Linked DNA regions of Hordeum vulgare: region 2 is linked to region 1. A link is a contact called in public Hi-C data. All regions are on one chromosome and are shown on one strand. The core of a region is the stretch at or near the end of the contact, and the rest is flanking DNA. Distances in the headings are between cores, read along the strand shown. Region 1 holds the start of LOC123409943 (beta-glucuronosyltransferase GlcAT14A-like). Region 2 holds the start of LOC123410214.

Region 1 (4,284 bases), core at 1,383-3,882:
CGTAATGCGTAGTATCATATGTTAGTATCATGGGGTAGTTCATTTATTACCATGCAAGACACATAGTAGCACAACATTTAATATGATATGGTATCATGATACGATACTCAACCCTCTCTTTCTTCATTTAATTCTATGCCACCTCATCGAAATTGCCTAGTTAGCATGCATGATACTACCTATGATACTCCCATTACGGGCAGCCTAAATGTTTTAAACGCTGAGCTAGTAAAACATAAGAACCCTATCATACAAGAGTTCATATCATGGCTCATGCTTACCAAAAAAGAGTTAGCCTTTTAACACAAAGATGTAAAATATAAGTGTTCCTTTTGCGTGCCTCTCAAGAAAATTCAACAAGCAATAGGATGAGCTCTCAGTAATAGTAGATCATAATTTCACAACGAAATAATAATTAAATGATAAATAACACTAGAATGTAAATGCACGGTAATTATCAGCAACTCAAGTGCGGAAAAACGAAGGACATGAACAACATAGCTGATATATTGCATTAGCCATCAGGGAGGAAACATTTACCAGTGAAGAGCTTGAACGCGGTCGGCACACTTCTTTTCTCTGTAATCCAGAAAACATCAGACTTCTGCAGGCTATATAGGCCTGGGTCGACGATCACAGGCTTTGCCCTCTGGTACCTACACAGAGACATTTAGCCACCGCACAACTTGTATGTGAACAAATAACAGCAAAATTCCATGCTTACTCCTTCCATCCGATGTCACTGGTATGCTCGATGAAGTTAAGCTCCCTTGGCAGGCCAGAGAGCACATACAACAGATCTGCAAATAATGCAAGAGAAGTCAGATAAACAGAGAGCTGTGCTATGTTAATCCTACATCAGTCCCTTATTCCTCAGAGACAAATCCTACTAATTAAATCCAAGTGGGATCATAGGCATGGCAACAAAGTTGGCACCGCAGCAGAAAGGAAGATGAGCACAGGGCAGATATCGGATTTGGAACGACCCACTTTATTCCCATGAACAATCCAGAACAAGCCAATACAGGAGTAGATCGACACGGGAAAGGTGAAGCAGGATTGGGTTCAGGAGAAGAGACCAGCAGAAGCATCCATATATCCATATAAAGAAAGAAACGCCCAAAGATGTGGTGGCTTCCCCCATATACCACCTAGAACGGACATAAGTGATCAAATCTAACCAAATCCCCAAACCAGTGGAAGCAACTGTGCATAAATTAACCTAGACATGGCACTTCAATTAATAAGCGTATAAAAATCGCGTCTTTTTCCCCCGAACTGCTGTTCGACATAACCACGGGCGTCCAGTTTGAAAATTGGAGCCCCGGTAGCCTCCAGTGAGCGCGACGTGGGTTTGATCTCGCCGAAATCGGCACGAGGGCGAGCAGAGATCGCGAAATTCGGATCGGAGGTGGTGTGTTAGTGCGATCCAATCGCAGAATTGAGGTGGGGGTTGCAGATCGCATCTGCCCGCGCTTACCGTCCTGCGAGACGAGGGGGTAGTCGGAGGCGGAGAGGTTGATGAACCAGTCCCAATCGCCGCCGTCGCGCAGGAGGATGGCGGCGGCGTGCAGCGTGTTGGCCACCATGGTCGGGCCCCGGTAGGTGACGAGGTTGGCGCGCGTGACGACCTTGACGTTGCGGAAGCGGGAGTAGACGGGGTCGGCGCGCACGGCGGCGGCCAGGTCGGCGCGCTCGGCGGCGGGCGCCTCGAGGTCGAGGTGCACGACGTAGCGGTTGGCCGGGTGGTAGAGCGCCCTGAGCGTCCGGCGCAGCGCGACCCCGTCCCCGGCGGAGCCGGACACGAGGTAGGCGATCCTGGGCACGGCGCGGTGCGGGCGGGCGTGCGCCTCCTGCTCCTGCTGCCGCAGCTTGGCCTCGACGAAGAGCGGTTCCGCGGAGGCCGCGGACGGGAGCGGGGAGAAGGAGAGGAGCAGCGCCCGGGACGAGGAGAAGAAGAGGGAGGCCGAGATGAGGAGCGACGAGAGCAGCACGGATGCGAGCAGCGGCGCCGCCCACCGCCTGTGGTGGTGCAGCGGCCCCGCCGATGCGCCCCCGCTCCCCGGCGACGGCGGCTTGGTCTCCATCATCGCACCCTCGCCGCCCCCTTGTCTCTCTCGGTCAATCTATGTTTATAGATATCTCTCTCCTCCTCCGGCCTGGCGTCCGGCGGGATCGCGCTCCGTCCGTGGGGGATCAGTCGCCGGGGCGCGCGGCGGCGGTGGTGCGGGATTAAATGTGGCCGGCGACGGTTGGTGTTGGTGTTGTGGCGTGTCGTGGGGGGTGGGGTGGGGTGGGGTGGTGCTGGTGGTGGTGAGACTACCGCTCGCTCGCTCCCTCCTCTCTCTCTTCCCTCTCTCCAGGGGCAGGGGCAGGGGTGGACGGGGCGCTGGCGGGTCACGAGACGAGGAGGGCGGAGGCAGGTCGCGCGGAATTAAGCGCAAAATCTACGGGGGAAACCGTGCAACCCTCCGGTTGGTGCGTGCGTCCCTGCTGACGGACGAGCTGAGCTGAGTCGAGTCGAGTCGGGTTGGCCAATGCGCACCGCCCGATGGAGGAAGTGGAGTGAGGAGCTGGGTTTGGAATTTCGGTGCCGAATCGGGGAGGGGAGATGCCTCTCATCTGGGATGAACTTTCGATGTTCGATTTGTTTGCACTCCATCCTTAGGCCAGCTTATATAGGAGTATTATTAAATAAAATACTACTGTATACGAGTACTACAGTCAGAGTGCATTTACACTTTTTTCTCCAACTCCAAAGGTGGTCGTGAGGATAAGTATGTGAATAAGAGCAAGTACAATAGAGCTGAGTCGGCTGACTATAAGGAATAAACTAATATATTTTTGTTTAGTTAGAGGAATGAGAAGAGAAGAGAGAAGGTAAGCAGGCTCTTAGCTCAGAGTCAGCTCTAGCACGTGCTCCTAAGCATTTTATGAGTATGAAAAGTGGACCATATAATAAAGAACTACTACACTTTTGCAATGAACTATTATACATGTTGGCTACAAGGTGAGCTATAGATGACATGGCAATGGCTTATAGCCAGCAGCTGGCTATACTATTGTACTTGCTCTAATCGAAACACCGACGTCAAGTGGAGTACAATTTAATGGTGGTAGTAATTGGGTGTTGTTGTTGTTTTTTTACACACAAACAGATGCAAGCGCTCATATAAATGCACATACGCTTATCCTTACGAACACATATAGGCATTCCTTATCCTATGAGCATCTTCAAGAAACTGGACCAATATGTCATCTTGAGATTTATAGAGTTACCGTCGGCGTTTTATTGTCGACAGAAACGTCTTTTCTTACTGAATGCGCATCTACGATAACCTTAAAATAAATTCAAAAATAATACGATCATCGTTTCTCTAATTATTCAATCATGGGTTGGTTTGTTGTTACTCTATCCTTCGAGGACAGTTATTTTAGACCAAACCTAGACAAAAATAGTAAGCATGCAATATAACGACGTAATTAATACTGGTATTATAATCAAACATAGCCAAAAAAATAAGCATGTAATATAATGACATAATTTAATACAGGTATTATAACCAAACATAGAGAAAAAGAAAAAACATATAGTAGAACGACATTATTTAATACCAGTATTATACTTTGGCAGCTATTGTAGATTATTTGGGAGTTGTTATTTTATTATGTTGGAATTTGATCTATATATAGATTAACCCAATAACATTTTCACAATTCCTAATAAATCATAAAGACTCACTCAACCTATTCATGCAAGGCAAGAGGTGAAACAAAAGTTTAGTTCCATACTGTGAATTTATTAGGAGTTGGAATTCTTTATAAGGAAGGTTGTCTCTCCACATGTATGAACATGAGAACAATAAAAACATATACGCGCGTTCCTCCTCCGTCATCCGCCTCGTCACGCCGAGGGTTGTTGGAATGAGCCGAGCCGTCTAAATTTTTGCCATGCATGACTGATATGTGAAAGGTTGCACGGAAGGTGAAAAGTTTTTGTTGTAGTAGGGGTTGAATACGAATGTTGCACCTTTCAGCTCCTAGTTGTTTGCTTCATCTCTCATCTTTTCGCTCTGTCTTTTGTCACAACCTATTCTATAAGAGAGGTCGCTCCTCTCCATAAGAAACACAAGACCAACAGCTTCCTCAGGCCATCTAGTTACAAAGCTCTGACCTACTGCTAGGTTCTTTCCCATTCCGGATTGCGGTATGCACCGCAGTATGGGACAATAGGCCTTCGAAATCCACCTCATTGAATCATGTACGGGAGAAGGGTGATAATGT
Region 2 (4,042 bases), core at 1,363-3,862, 370 kb after region 1:
GCCTGACAGGTAGTACCCCTATCCTACCCGTTAAGTCATGGGTAGGGTATGGGTATAGCCTTGTATCCGCGGATATATCCATACCCTATTCACTTGTGAACTAATGTTAAGTTATTGCCAATTAATCATTAATTTTTCATACCCGTCTATTCCTATTGACTTATGGGTATGCTCTGATTTCTAAATTTTGATAGTGGTCATGTACTCATCTGTCTATTATTGAGGTGAGATAATTCATTTTTGTGTCAAATGTGTTATCGATGAGTGTAAAATTGTGAACAACTTGTGTACTATTCGTTCTATCCGTCGGGTATCCAATATTTATGGATACCCGTCTGGTATGGATATGGGTAAGTTTTATACCCGTGGATACGGATATGTGTAGAATTTTATACTCACTAACTATACGAGTATGGATAGAATTTTGTACCAACTGACTATACGGATATGGATATAATATTGCTCTATCCTGCCCATTACCATCCTTGATTAAGGAGTGTGTTGAATAATAAATGGGCTTGGACCCACATGTAAAATAATTCCTGATTTAAAAAAAAATCCTAGTCCTTCGTTCATAAATAAATATATAATGTTCCAACTTTTTTGAATCGAATGTATATAGGCTCGTTCTAATCTGTTTGTTCATTCGTTTTGGTCCATATATAGTCCATATTAAAATATTCAAATATCTTATATTTGTTGTTTTGGTGACATTCCTATATTTGTGAACTTAGGGAGTATATAGGTTCATGACTTGGTGTGAAATATAGTACCGCCCCAAATTTATAGAAGGGTCGATACCAATGTGGAAATTATCTTATGCACATCATACTGAAGCTTGAAAAAAGAAGTGGTACACGCGTGTTTCTCAGCCGCTTCATCCTCACACGCGCATCATATTTTATGAGCGAGTCAGATCAGCTCAGACCTATGTCATGTGTACGTTTTAATTATGCCGGACTGGAATGAATAATTAATTGACAATTAGTTATGGATCACTTATAGACATGTTATGAACCGTCACATCTTGGGATGTTGCCGACTTTTCTTCACGCTGTTATTGCTTTTGACAGTTTCGCAACATTGATCGCATGCACGGCTATACGGGAGAGCAGGGCTCCGAGACCACTCCCTTTATGATCCTGCATTAGGATAAAGAGATAAATTTTTTGATGAGCGTCTCTACACGACTGCTCAATATTGCTCGTCTTTGTTCTCTACTTTGACTACGTCCCGAACTCTCAGCCATCGCCATCAATGACATGACCGATGCTGGGAAGAAGGTAGTTGAAGCCTCTCTTGCCAATGCCTCGATTTTGACCTTTCCAACTAATTCGTATGATCCATTCATCCCTATATTATTAGTTTATGTGTTTACAACACTTAATGCATTCAGAGATATGCATGTTCTATGTGTGGTACACACTCCCATGTTTTACTATACAATTAGTACTGCTAGTGCCATCATCATTATTTATTATAGTATAAATTAGTCAAAAACAGGTTATTTTACCCGATAATCCAAAAAATTATGTTTATATAATTTTTATTCAAGGTTTTGCTGTTACATTAAAACTAAAACCGTTCACGGTGTCCACCCTAATTACGAGTTGACCAACCAAAAGTACTATATGGCACACTCATCGAATATGCTCTTGGTCGTGTACATGAATACATAACCAAAAAATGGGACTAACAAAAGGTAAAAAATAACAAAAAGATTAAAATAGGAATGAGAAAATGGATAAGAAAAAGAAACAAAAACAATCTGAGTATTTTTTTTTATGTTCATTTTCTATTTTTACTTTTCATTCCATTTATTTTTCTTTTTTCCAATCATGAATTATTTTATAAATCAAGGGAATTTTTATAAAAGTGTGAACATTTTCAGATTTGCAAAAATATTTTAAATATTTATGAACATTTCCGAATCCGTGCACATTTTATACAAATTCATGAGTATTTTCAAGAATTGCAAACTTTTTTATGAAACTCATGAAAATTTATTGAATAGCAAAAAGTTTTTGAATCTACAAAGAATTATTGTTATTGGTGAACAATGTTTTAAATTCACCATCATTTTTTTACAATTTTTTTGCAATGCATGGACATTTTTCAAATTCATGAACATGTTTTTGAATCAGCCAATATGTTTCGAATCGGTGAGTTTCTTTTGTATTTCAATAATATTTTTGAATTTAGTAAACTATTTTTAATTCATGAACACTTGTTCAAATTCTCAAACATTTTTTGTATGCACAAAGAATTTTAAAAATCATGAACTTTTATAATTTCGCAACATTGTTTTTCAAAATGCTGAACATGATTTGAATATGCGAACCTTTTTGAATCATTGAACATTTATAATTTTTTTAACTTTCTGGAAATTCCATATTTCTGAAAGAAAAAAACATAAACAGAAAAGGAAAAACACATGGGTCGGGCCAAAAAAGGGCGTGCAGAGGGAAGAGGGCTGCTCGTTGGAGGTGTCCCCTGGACAATAGCCTACTCGGAAGCAGCCGCTGCCCGCAGGACTCGGAGCCCGAGTTGGTGGTGGAGCCCACCTCGAACTCCGCGCTCTCGTCAATATAACCCAACCGACCCACAGGATCCACCGTCTCGCCACCGAATCCCGATATTTATTTTTCTTGCGTTCCAGTCCCCAGGCTTCGAGTTATTTCCTAGCCTGGTGCTCGCTCGTCTCGCGCGGCGGCGGCGTAGGAGGGTTTGCGTCGGCTCTCTTGCGAGCTAGGGTTTCGAGGTTTAGGGCTAGGGGAGAGATGGAGGAGGTGACGGAGGGAGTCAAGAACCTGGCCGTGACGGAGCCGCACAAGAAGAACCGGATCCAGGTCTCCAACACCAAGAAGCCGCTATTCTTCTATGTCAACCTCGCCAAGGTGAATCCCTTTTCTCTCCGCTTCTTGGACCTTTGATCCGCACCGGGTTCTGGTCTAATAACCTCGGAAAGTGCCTTCTAATCTCGTCTTATCTATTGATTCCTGCGCTTTGTTTTATTTTTATTTTAGAACACGCTTGGATTAGATTTGCCCCTTTCTGTTGTGGAATTTGCGTTCTGCCGATTGATACGGTTTATTTTGATGCATCGATTTAGTTTTGTGATGTTTTTGTTGGTGAAATCGGAAGCTAATGTTGTTGTGGTGATGATTTTGCAGAGGTACATGCAGATGCATAACGAGGTGGAACTCTCCGCCCTCGGCATGGGTAAGCTCCTCTGCCCTTCAGGATTATTATTCCAACTGTATGGTACTGTATGTACTAGGGTACTAGCTATTAGTAATGGCTGCTGTGTTGCTGCAATGAAGCGCTCATTGGCTTAGAGCCGATTATATAAGCATTCCTCATCATGATTTGTTTTAGTTTTAGTTTTAGGTATGACCAAAATATGCATTGGGTGTTTTGATGTCATGTCGTAAGTTTAATTTTCAGCATTCATGCTGATTGTCCCAGCTCATGGTTGGTTAGTGTTCTTGCAAGTCCTTTGGAAGGGTCAGTCAATTCTAATGACTTCTGAAACTAATATTTGATAGTGTTGTCTCTTACATGTGCTGTGTTACTGATTATGCGTTTTGAACCGTCGGATTGCCTTAATTTCTTACTTGAGATGTCATATTGTTATATGCAGTTATTTATCCAGATGCAACTAAGAATCACCGTAGTTATTTTTTTACCAGCTTATCTGTGTTGCTTTGGCTGTCGTTGTGTTCTTATCTTGTCAATCCTACTATTTGGAAATTTATATGGTCAAAGTTACATTCATTTAACATCACAAAATTAATTCATTGTTCGGCTGTTCATCTGATGCACTTTTATGTCAAAGCCAACAAATGACAGTTTATTTGTATCCTTTCCTTTACTCAGTCCGCTCATTGATTCTTTGTTATGGTGCTTGTGAAATGTGAACTGATGAATCTCTTGTTTATCCTTTCAGCTATCGCCACTGTGGTGACGGTTGCTGAAATTCTTAAAAATAATGGCCTTGCTGTTGAAAAGAGTAAGACTTATGTTTCCTTGTTTGTAAACC

The links. Hi-C and Micro-C count contacts between places; a contact is called where the count stands out from the background.
Region 2: a contact with region 1 is called in a Hi-C map of seedling, with 2.7 times the contacts expected there. The contact joins the promoter of LOC123410214 here to the promoter of LOC123409943 in region 1. A contact is called at or near these places in 1 of 6 Hi-C or Micro-C datasets (seedling) and 1 of 1 datasets of contacts at active chromatin or transcription factors (embryo).

Annotation. Positions count from the first base shown.
Region 1 is chr7H:487,917,970-487,922,253 of MorexV3_pseudomolecules_assembly, forward strand. LOC123409943 (beta-glucuronosyltransferase GlcAT14A-like) reads right to left here and starts at 2,633. Exons shown (of 4, transcript XM_045102812.1): 1 at 1,481-2,633; 2 at 725-800; 3 at 541-656. The coding sequence starts at 2,090.
Region 2 is chr7H:488,291,794-488,295,835 of MorexV3_pseudomolecules_assembly, forward strand. LOC123410214 reads left to right here and starts at 2,613. Exons shown (of 5, transcript XM_045103120.1): 1 at 2,613-2,897; 2 at 3,174-3,222; 3 at 3,950-4,012. The coding sequence starts at 2,781.